Regions from separate parts of the Sus scrofa genome. Here region 1 is linked to region 2. A link is a contact called in public Hi-C data. All regions are on one chromosome and are shown on one strand. The core of a region is the stretch at or near the end of the contact, and the rest is flanking DNA. Distances in the headings are between cores, read along the strand shown.

Evidence for each region. A called contact is a pair of places that touch in the nucleus more often than the background predicts.
Region 1: a Hi-C map of liver shows a contact between it and region 2, with 5 times the contacts expected there. The contact joins two enhancer-like sites. A contact is called at or near these places in 10 of 47 Hi-C or Micro-C datasets (alveolar macrophages, embryonic fibroblasts, fetal heart ventricle and 6 more).

Annotation. Positions count from the first base shown.
Region 1 is chr7:113,468,972-113,474,758 of Sscrofa11.1, forward strand. The region is part of intron 5 of FBLN5 (fibulin-5); the gene reads right to left. Among named protein-coding and RNA genes, the nearest start is that of FBLN5, 55 kb to the right of the region's middle. Within about 2 kb of position 2,835, at least 14 of the 83 cell types and tissues checked have an H3K27ac peak or open chromatin away from gene starts, as enhancers often do. A contact at or near this core is called in liver and subcutaneous adipose tissue, where this site is marked.
Region 2 is chr7:113,171,407-113,176,987 of Sscrofa11.1, forward strand. No RefSeq gene overlaps it. Among named protein-coding and RNA genes, the nearest start is that of PPP4R3A, 25 kb to the left of the region's middle. Within about 2 kb of position 2,700, at least 21 of the 83 cell types and tissues checked have an H3K27ac peak or open chromatin away from gene starts, as enhancers often do. A contact at or near this core is called in liver and subcutaneous adipose tissue, where this site is marked.

The DNA of each region.
Region 1 (5,787 bases), core at 1,585-4,084, 300 kb after region 2:
GCTATAGATACTAATATACTATTCTTTTTTTTTCCCCCAAAGGCCAGGATTTTCTGTTTTCTGTGTTGTTAACCTGGTCAGAGAAAAGCCTAAGCTGTCAGGGGCTACCTCTTGAGAGAGCCTGCCCTGAGAATGAAGAAGCCTTTGTACTAGAGACAGGAGATGGAGAGGGAAGGAAAAAAAAAAAAAAAGTCCATATGATATCACTTGAGCCCTGGGATCCATCCAGGTCTGAGGTTAATTCCACTTGTGGACTTTTCAGTTATGAAGAAATAAATAGGGAGTTCCCATTGCGGCAGAGCGGAAACGAATCCGACTAGGAACCATGAGGGTGTGGGATGGATCCCTGGCCTTGCTCAGTGGGTTAAGGATTTGGCATTGCTGGGAGCTGTGGTGTAGGTCGCAGATGCAGCTCAGATCTGGCGTTGCTGTGGCTGTGGTGTGGGCTGGTGGCTACTGCTCCGATTCAACCCCTAGCTTGGGAACCTCCATGTGCCATGGGTGCAGCCCTATAAAAACAAAAGAAAAAATAAATAATTTGGGCATATAGTTGTGTATGTGTATTGTTTTGTTTTGCCTTTATTTTATGTTATTCTATTTTATTTTGCCTACCATTCTGCAATGGGTCTCTGTTTCTTACAACCACAAGAGTCCTGATAATTAATACAGTGAGTGTAATCAAATCACCCTGTAACTTTATTGAAGCAGAGTCCCAATGTTTGCATTTTTTTTCTCTAAAGCCAGAGCACCAAGAATCATGAGTATTTCATTTGAAAAGGTAAATATTGAGAAACCTGCTCTGTGATCCTAGAAATCTCGGCAGAAGTCATCAGTCTAAAGCAGTCCTTGGAGTTCCCATTGCAGCTTAGCAGGCTAAGAACTCAGCATAGTATCTATGAAGATGCAGCCTCGATCCCTGGCCTTGCTCAGTGGGTTAAGGACCCGACATTGCCACAAGCTGTGGTGTAGGTCACAGATGGGGCTTGGATCTGGTATTTCTATGGCTGTGGCATAGGCCCCAGCTGCAGCTCTGATTCAGCCCCCAGCCTGGGAACCTCCATATGCCACAGGTACCTCAACACACACACACACACACACACACACACACACAGTCCTCCTCAACCTTTTCCATCTAGGGAGCACATACAAAAATTTCAGAAGTGTGGAGACAGCAAAGGCAACTGGCCCAAGGACTCGGGCATCCCAAGCTCCACCAACCACCCCAAGAGCCGAAAGGACCAATCGCCAGTCACACCTACCTCCCAGGACCAGGTGGGATGCTTTACTAGAAGAAGGTAATGGTGGGAGGTGAGGGCCATGTTTCAGAACAAATCCTCAAATGAGTCTTCTCTTAACAGGATCAGTGACCTGCTTTATTTGAGAGTACATTCCTCATCCTTCATACACCATTCTGGAGCAAAGCGATTTTAAATTATTAGCATTGTTTTTCAAAATCAGCCTGCCAAAACCCAGCTGTTTCTGCACAGTCAGGCTTTCAGGAGTGTGTGGCTCTGGATTCGTGGGAAGGACCCTTACTCTGCTGAAAGACAGCAAACCCAGACATTCAGCCAAGAAAGCAAGGGACAGAAGGTCACTGTACTGGGGGTAGAGGGAGGAGGAGCCACAGAGTTGGGCCCAAAGAATGCTATTATTCAAGAAGTGATTGAAGAGTTTCTTCGATACTGGCCAAAGGAGTCATTCTCTTGAACTCTGGAGGTTTAAGAATGCTGAGCACCCAGTTGGCAGATTCTTCAGTTGACCCCTTGTGGTCAAACAAGGATAGACGGGTGGAAGGAGCTTCTTTTCTTTCTAAATCCAGGAGTTTGACGTAGTCCATGAGTGCAAAGACTCTAAGGAAAGGCATGTTGCTGTTCCTCTTTTATTAATAGCTGCATCTTCCTGTTTATCCAGCACTTATTACCCAACTTTCTTGGACAGCTGACCCATCAACAAGCCAACAAACATTATCAAACCTGCTCCATATGCAAGACAGGAGACGGGGGTATGAGAGAGATACAGATTCCTAAGACATGAGGCTTCAATAAGGGAGCACGGACACATTTCTAATAAAGTCCAAGGAAGGTGATGATATATCCCTCAACAGAGGGACAAGCCAAGTGTTTAGGGAACTCAAGGGGAGGTGGAGAGGGAATCCAATGGGCTTGGGATGGGATGGTAAAGACCTCGGAAGGCTCCCAGAAGAAATCACCTATGGTCTGGGTCATCAAGGATATGAGCAAAAAATGCATTCCCAGGAGCCTCTGATGTCACAAGGGTCCCCAGTGGGAGAAAAGGACTGTGTCCTGTGTTGTGCGCTGAATTGTGTGCCCCCTCAAATCCACATGTTGAAATCACATTGTGTCCCTCAAAATCCCTATGCTGATGTTCTAACCCCTAGTACCCTGGAATATCATTAGACATTAAGGTCATCAGAGTGGATCGTAATCCAATATGACTGGTGTCTTCATAAGACAGGAGAAGTTGGACACAGAGATTCACATAGAAGGAAGATGATGGGACGATGACCTTCTCCAAGCCAAGGACAGACGTCGGAACAGAGCCCTCCCTTGCAGCCTTAAGAAGATCCAACTCTGCCGATACCTTGACCTTGGACTTCCAGCCTCCAGAACTCTGAGAAAATAAATGCCTGCCGTCTACTCCCCCCACCTTCTGCAGTACTCGTTATGGCAGCCTGAGTACACTCACACTTTCTGTGTGCTTCCTCTTGGCCCTGAACTCCCCTCACACTGAAGACCGCACACTATCCACCCCCCAGCCTCCCGGAGGGAGGGACGTGACTGGCCTGCCCTCCTCCCTGCCCCGCCTAGTCTCAGGGCTCTGAGTGTGCGTGTGGCTCGCTGGGCTTGACTCTGGAACCCCACACACTCTTCCTCACGGTCAGTAGGCTGCCCTGGAATGCGATCCTGGCAAGCCTGCCCTCCTCATGAGAGCTAAAAGCCAAGTCACACTATCTCCTGCTGTCTTAATAGTTTTCTATTTTATTAACCCATTTGTGGCTTGTCTACTACTGAAGTGCGAGGGTCTCCTGCCTCATTATTTTTTTCATCTTCAGACAAGATCAAGGTAACAGCCACATTTATTCTATGTACAACTCTTTCTGGAGCTTGAATGAGAAGCAACAAGAGCTCTGTGACTTACAAAGAAGATTCAGTCTGGCCTGTCCATGCAGCTGGGTTGGGTCAGAATTCTTGAGAAACCAGACTCTAGCGAAAGGAACTGAGGAGGCAGATGCGAGGAGCCTGCTCTAAAATGACAGTTCCACGTAATGTCCAGTTCCTTATCCTGACAAACACTGGCCCGACCCAACTATATGGAATACCGAGTTAACCTGGGCCACAGCATCAGAGATCCCCACATTATCCTCCTGAGACCTGTACTGCTCATGTGTTATCCCTACAATGAGCAAGTGCCTACACGAACCCTACAGACCTGGCTCCTCTGTGAGGTTCATGGGGAGAAAGTCACTCGGTTCTGAATCCAGTCTCTTTTTACAGCACAACGCTCTTTCCTAGGATCAGGAATCCAGCGACTTTGGGCTTTAGGCCAGCTCTGCAAATGACAGGCAAGGTGACCTTGCACAAATTACCTCTCATCTCCAGTCTCCAGGTTCCCAGCTCAACTATGGATGTCCCTTCTGTGAGCAGACTCCTTGACTCCCTTGGGCAGAGTTAGTTACCCTGATACTTATTCCAGGGCAACCACGCAGTGGTCTCTGGAAAAGTTGGCAAGCCCCTTCCCCAACACACACACACAGTCACACACACACACACACACACACACACACACACACACACACACTCCATTTCCTGTGGGTCCTTGAAAGGGCCTTGTCCTCAACCAAAGGATGAAGTATGGACCAGCTGGACCCCGACCCCGGCACTCTCCTAGCCACAAAGCTGCCTTGGGAAAGATCTAGAGACACCCCAGACCCAATCTTCAACAACTGCCCTTGGACAGGGAAGGTCGCATTTTACAGTTAAAATCCAACTCCAAGTTGGCAACATCTCAACTTTGTTCTGTTGAAAGCAAAGGGTGGGAGAAACCTCAGACACGTGAGGATTCTGAAAATACCACTTCAGGAATCGGGAGAAGTGTTCCAGGCAAGCCAGTCATAAAATTGCAATTCATTTACCCAGAAAGTTAGAAGGAGGTTTACAACTGTGGCATCTGGGCTGGGCTGCACAGTTTGAACACAGAGCTGACAGACCCAAGATCAAGGCTGCTTCCCTTCATGACAATCTGCCCATCACAGAGGAAAAGCCTGAGCCATAATCACAGCCTGCAAACCCCTACCAATCCCAAACACCAGAGCCTTAACCTGCTATACTGCAAGAGAACTCCTAAAAGTAGATCTTGAAAGTTCTCATCATAAGAAAAAAAAAAAATTAGGAGTTCTCACTGTAGCGCAGTGGGTTAAGAATCCAACTGCAGTGGCTCAAGTCGCTAAGGAGGTACGGGTTCAATCCCCAGCCCAGCACAGGTGGTTAAAGGATCCAGCATTGCTGCAGCTGTGGCATAGGTCAGATCTGTGGTTTGGATTCAATCCCTGGCCTGGGAACTTCCATATGCTATGGGTGAGGCCGTAAAATTTTAAAAAAGAAAAAAAAATTTTTAACTATGTTTAGTGATAGCCATTAACTAGATTTATTGCAGTGATGCAAATTTATAAACATTGAATCATTATGCTATACACCTGAAATTAACATAATGTTCCATGTCAATTATACCTCAATGAAATTAATCAATTAATTAATTAAACTAGCTATCAAATAGTGGTTCTCAAAGTGAGGTCCCCAAACCAGAAGCATTAGCATCACTTGAAAGCACAGCCTCTCCCAGGTTCACAAGGATGGTTCAGCATACACGAATCAATCAACATCATACACCACACTAACAAAAGAAAAGTCAAAAACCACATGATCATCTCAATAGATGCAGAAAAAGCATTTGACAAAATCCAGTATCCATTCATGATAAAAACTTTCTCTTACCAAAGTGGGTATAGAGGGAACATACCTTGACATAATAAAAGCCATTTACAACAAACTCACAGCAAATAAAATACTCAATGTAGAAAAGCTAAAAGCCTTCCCACCAAAATCTGACACAAGACAAGGATGCCCACTCTCACCACTGTTATTCAACATAGTATTGGAAGTCTTACCCACAGCATTCAGGCAAACAAAAGAAATAAAAGGTATCCACACTGGAAGAGAAGAGGTAAAATTGTCACTCTATGCAGATGACATGATACTATATATAGAAAACCTCAAGGACTCAACCCAAAAACTACTCAAGCTGATCAACAAATTCAGCAAAGTAGCAGGATATAAGATTAACATTCAGAAATCAGTCACATTTCTGTATACTAACAATGAAAGAGTAGAAAAAGAATACAGAAATACCTTTTAAAATGGTACCCCAAAAAATCAAATACCTGGGAATAATTCTGACCAAGGAGGTGAAAGACTTATATGCTGAAAACTATAAAATATTAATCAAGGAAGGAGCTCCCATCATGGCTCAGTGGTTAAAGAATCCGACTAGGAACTATGAGGTTGCAGGTTCAATCCCTGGCCTTGCTCAGTGGGTTAAGGATCCAGTGTTGCCATGGGCTGTGCTGTAGGTTGCAGACGCAGCTCAGATCTGGCATTGCTGTGGCTTTGGCATAGGCTGGCGGCTACAGCTCCAATTAGACTCCTAGGCTGGGGACCTCCATATGCCACAGGTGCGGCCCTAGGAAAAAGACAAAAAGACAAAAAAAAA
Region 2 (5,581 bases), core at 1,450-3,949:
GTCTTCTTTATACTTTTTTCATTCTTCCAAACTCCTTCAGTGCCTCTCACTTACATCACGAAAGTTATATCCTCCTCTTACCTCCAGTTACCTGAAAAAGAGACTGATTACGAGTGTATTATGTCTTCCATATAAACATAAATAAGGCTGCATGGAAACTGGCTGTGTTATTTCTGAAACGTTAGCAATGATCGCGTTAGGGAGAACCCGATATGCATTCAGAATACATTGAGGACACTTCCGTGTAATAGATTGCCAGCCCTCATCTTCAGAAATTTTTATGTACATAGTCAATTTTTTTTTTTTTTTTTTTTTTTTTTTTTGCTTTTTAGGGCCACACCTGGGGCATATGGAGGTTCCCAGGCTAGGGGTCCAGCTGCCAGCCTACACCACAGCCACAGCAACACCAGATCCGAGCTGCGTCTGTGACCTACACCACAGCTCCCAGCAACGCAGGAGCCTTAACCCACTGAGTGAGGCCAGGGATCGAACCCACAACGTCATGGTTCTCAGTCGGATTGGTTTCGGCAATTCCTTAACTCCTCAAAAGGTGTACACAATAAAATTGCAATGTTATAGTCATTTCAAAAAGCTTTCCATCCCTGAACGTTTCAGCATGGAAGAGGCTTCCTGTACTAGTTTCTGCTGCATTTCCCTTTTGAACCAGAAGGTGGAGATGTTCTCATGAGAGTAGTCATCCCTCTACCGGTTCCTGACCCTGGAAGTTGAGGGTTCTTTCTTGGAATTACAGAGCCAGCTTTTTGAAAATTCACAATGGCCTTCACGCCTTGAGTTTTAAAATATTAAATAATAGAACAAACACTAGATGAGTAGCGGCTTGTTTGATGTACTACAGGTGAGAATGCTTGGCAGAGAGCTGCCTTTTTAAAGACATTTCAAATTGAGAAATGTTCCTAAATGAAAAGAGATTTCATAGCGTTGGGCCACTGGTATCAGTCAACATTCTAGCAATCAACTTGCTTCTGAGTTCTGTATGCTTAACCTCTTAGGTCCCTGACCAAGAGAAAATTTTTGTCCTCTGAGTAGAAGTTGCACCCTGCTAATCTGAGGGTCATATCCAGTTCACTGACCTATCAAGTTTGCCTGCAGGTTTTAAACATTGGGAAATTTGACATAAAAATCTTGATATCTGACTTCTCTTGAGAGATTGCAAAATCTGGCCACATTGCTTACATTCCCACAGGACAATGATGGATTGGTGATGCAGAGTAGAAACTAGCTTTGGAAAGGGCATGCCAGCTCTCGTCAGTATCTACCACACCCACCAGGTTTCGCTTTTCCTGCTTCATTTTTGATGCCTTGGCTTTTTGCTGCCTGGCTCCTGCAGGCCCTTAAGTTTCTGACTATGCTTAGGAGATCAGCGAGTGCCTTGCTGCCCAGGAGACAGACAGCTACCTTTAAGATGAGCCAGCAGAACAGTTTTGAAAAGTGGCCCCTCTCTTCCTTCCTTTCTTCCTCCCCCCCCCCCCCGTATAACTGCAAGAAAATTAAGTTCCAAAAATTCAATAAACTTAAAAAGAAGAAAAATTCCCCAACATTATGTGGTTTATATCACTTTTGAAGCTCTTTGTTCTTTCATTAGTTAATGTATCTATCTATCTATTTTTCTTTTGCTAAGGACCTTAAAAAACTTAACTGAAACTAATTATTAAACCAAACAATAACAAAAGCCTTACCAAGGCTACTTTTTTTCTAAAGTGATTAATAATAACTTTTTTTTCTTTTTAGTATTGAACTGAGAACTAAGCAGGCATGTTGCCTGATGGTAGAGTTTGCCAGAAGCTGTTATTTCCATGGTGTAGCTGTAAGTATCATCCCCATAATTTTTTATTTTTATTTCAAGCACATTTAGATTTCTAACATGAATAAATGGTACCTATAACACACAGCAGTTGTTAACATTCAGGAACAGCTATTAACACTCACCTGGTACGATAATGAAAAACTACGTTTTAAAAAAGTCAACATTACACTCAGTGGCAAAATTCTAGAGCACAGTGGGTTAAGGATCCATTGCTGCCATGAACTGTGGTGTAAGTTGCGGGTGTGGCTGGGATTTAGCCTTGCTGTGGCTGTGGTGTAGGCCGGCAGCTGTAGCTTCTATTTGACCCCTGGCCTGGGAACTTCCATATGCCACGTGGGTGGCCTTAAAAAAAAAATTCTAGAGCAGAGGCTATAAACTGGCAGCCCTGCTACTGCTACGTCTGTCCCACACACTGTATTGAAAAACTTGAATTAACCATAGCTGCAAACACTGAAAAGGGCAACGTTGTAGTGCAGCTTCCACAAGGGGGCGCTTCCAGCACATTTGACTGTGTTAAGCGACATGCCTGGCCCTGCAGGCATTAGAGTTTGTGACCTGTGTTCCAGCTACTCTTTTTCAATTCTTTCCATTCAATTTTTTTGTGTGTTTCTCTTTAGAGACACTTTACTTCATATATAGAGTTGACTCCCTAGCATTGCTCTCTCAGCCAACAGCACTGTCACTGATGCCTTAGGAAGCTCACCTAATACATTTTCCCTGTGTCCTAGCCCTGTACCTAGGATACCACATAGCACTCTGCTTAGGGTCATTTGAAACAGCAGAATCATCCGCAAAAACCGCAAGAATGTGAAGAACATGGCACTAAGTAGATTGCAAAATATACTCGATGACAGTTTGAGAGGTGACACAGGAGGGTGAGGTCACCTTGCTGTGCCTCCACTGGGCAGGGCCACTTCCGGGGACTGAAACATTTTCCCCAGTCTCAGCAGCTGCCTGTCTGCGAATGACCTTGAACCTGCTCTAAGTATTGATTTGTGGTTACAAGTAAATATTTACTAAGTAGGAAAATTAAAAAGTACAGAGCCTGCAATCAATGAGGATCGGCTGCACGCAAAATTACAAACACACACGCAGTTTTACAAAATACAGATAGACTTTTTTAAATGCACTTTTTTTCCTTCAGCTTTTTGGTTGCTTCCCTCCTCATTCTCCTTCCTCTCCTCTGCTCCGTCCTCCTCTTTCACCCCCTCCCCACAGTAATTTACAAAGATAATGCAATTGATGTCATTCCATCTTTTCTTTATGCTTATTTAATCACCTTAAAAACCCCACATGCACATAAACATATATTGTTTTACAAAACTAGAATCATATGAAACATTCGTTTCCTTTTGCTTTTCTTACTCAACAATATCCCATGAAAATTCATCCAGTATATCTCTAACTCAATCTTTATAATAGCTGTGTAATAGTCCATAGTTTGGGGTCAGGGGTGTAGCTACTATTGATAAACATTCGCTTTGCTAGGACAAACCATCCTGCAATACATTGCAGAGGACATGTATTCCTTTATTTCTACCAGCTAGGTCATCTCAAAAGGGATTTCTGGGTGTTGCCAAAAAGTCTCTAATAGGTGACATTTCTACCAGCAGCATATGAGAGTTATCACATGTCCCTATAAAGAATAGATGTTATGCATCTTTATTAAAATTTTTTCCAGGATGCTAGTAAAAGTATCATCTATCTCATTATCATTTTAGTTTGCATTTCCTTGAAATCACTGAATTTGAGAAGTTTTTTGTGTTTTCATTTGGATTTGTGTATCTGAGAACAGCTTAATGTTCCATTGGACTGTCTAACCTCTCTCTTTTTTGGGGGGTGGGGTGGGGAGGTGGGGGCTACACCTGTGGCATGCCAAAGTTCCTGGGCCAGGGATCTAACCTGAGCCATAGCAGTGACCTGCCGCACAGCATTGACAATGCCAGATCTTTAACTATTAGGCTACCAGGGAACTCTCTCTTTTTTGTTGAAATGTAAGAGTTTCTTGTATATCGGAGACCCTAAATAATTTGTTCTCTGATGTAAAAATATTTTTCCAAATTTGTTATTATGTACACACTTTGATTATGGCATGTTGCTTAAACATGATTTTAACTTCAGTGTAGTCAAAATGTTCACCTTACCTTTATTTTAGGGTTTCTAGTTTTGTTTATTGACTGCCCTGTCCCTAGATTATACCTATGATACCTTATATTTTCTTGAAAGATGTTTATGTCTTTAGTCTCTAAAGAATTAATTTTTGCATATGTTGTTAAGATGAGAATTCAATTTTATTCTTCCAGAGGGCTAGCCAGTTGCATCAGCACCCATTAATAAATAATCCACTATTTTCCAGCAATTTGAAATAGCATCTTTGTTGGTATGAATCCAATTATATTTATATTAGGAACAAGTACGTCCCACTGATCCATTTGTCTATCCATATAGCTATGCTCACACGATTACAGTGCCTATGGCGTATGTTCTAATACCGAGTAGGGAAGAACCCTCGTTTTCCCCCCCAAATTTCATATTATGTCTTCCAGTCAAGAACATGATGCTTTTTTTCTATTTGTTCAAATCCTATTTTGTGGCTCTCAAAACTATTTTATAGTTTCCTTCATATACACCCCGATTTTGTTAAATTTACTTCTCAGTACTTGATAGATGTTGCTGCTATTGTGAATGGAAAAATTCCATTTCTTTTTTTTTTTTTTCCTGCCCTTGCTTATGTCATGTGAAAATTCCCAGGCCAGGGATGGAACCCACGCCAACAGTGACAACACCAGACCCTTAACTTGCTGAGCCACTATGGAACTCCTCCCATTTCTTTTCCTAGGAAATTATTATGAAAATAGATAAAGGTTATTGACTTTGATCCTTATGGGCTATCTTAAGAAATTTATTAATTCTAATGCATTTTCTTATTAGACTATTTTAGGCTTCCTGGGTATAAAATAATACCAGCAGCAAATAGATGGTTTTTATCTTTGCTTTTCAAGCGGTAAACCAGATACTTCATTTCTTCATCCTCCTTTTCTTGCTATGACTTCCTAGATAATGTTGGGAATTTTAACACTAGCAGGTAGTCCTGTTTTTTTCCTGATGGTGTTGAAATATTTGCTGAGCAGATGTTGACTGAATATTTGCTGAGAATCAGGCAGTGTTCTAGGGTGTTCTAGAGAACACACTGGGGAATAAAACAAAGTCCCCAGATACATGGTGTTTATATTCTAGAAGGGGTTCCATGGAGGGACTTCGAGTACCTTTGTTCCACAAATGTTTGTTCACCTTCCTGGTTTTCATCAATGTGGCTTTAGTGTTTTGCCATTTTAAAATGCTATTTGCTATTGATTTTGCCTAGTTTTTAAAAGGAAGAGCTGCTGAATTTTATCAAATGCTTTTTAAGGATGAAATGATACGATTGTTTAATTTTTCTTTTTTAACTTATGCATCTGTAATGAAATATGTGGATTAGCTTCCTGATACTGAAACATCCTTGCATTCCTGGAATGTACTACTTGACCTGGTTGCATTATTCATTTGCGATACTGCTGGATTCTATTTACTAATATTTTATTTGGAATTTTTGTGCCTACTTTCAAAAGTGAATTATTTTTATTCTTAAAAGTTATATAAGCTTTATAAAAAGATCTGAGATTTCTCACTTTTTTCCTATGGTGTCTAAATTATCAAATAACATTGGAATTATGTTATCTATTCCTTACAGGTTAAATAAATCTCAGCTGTTAATCT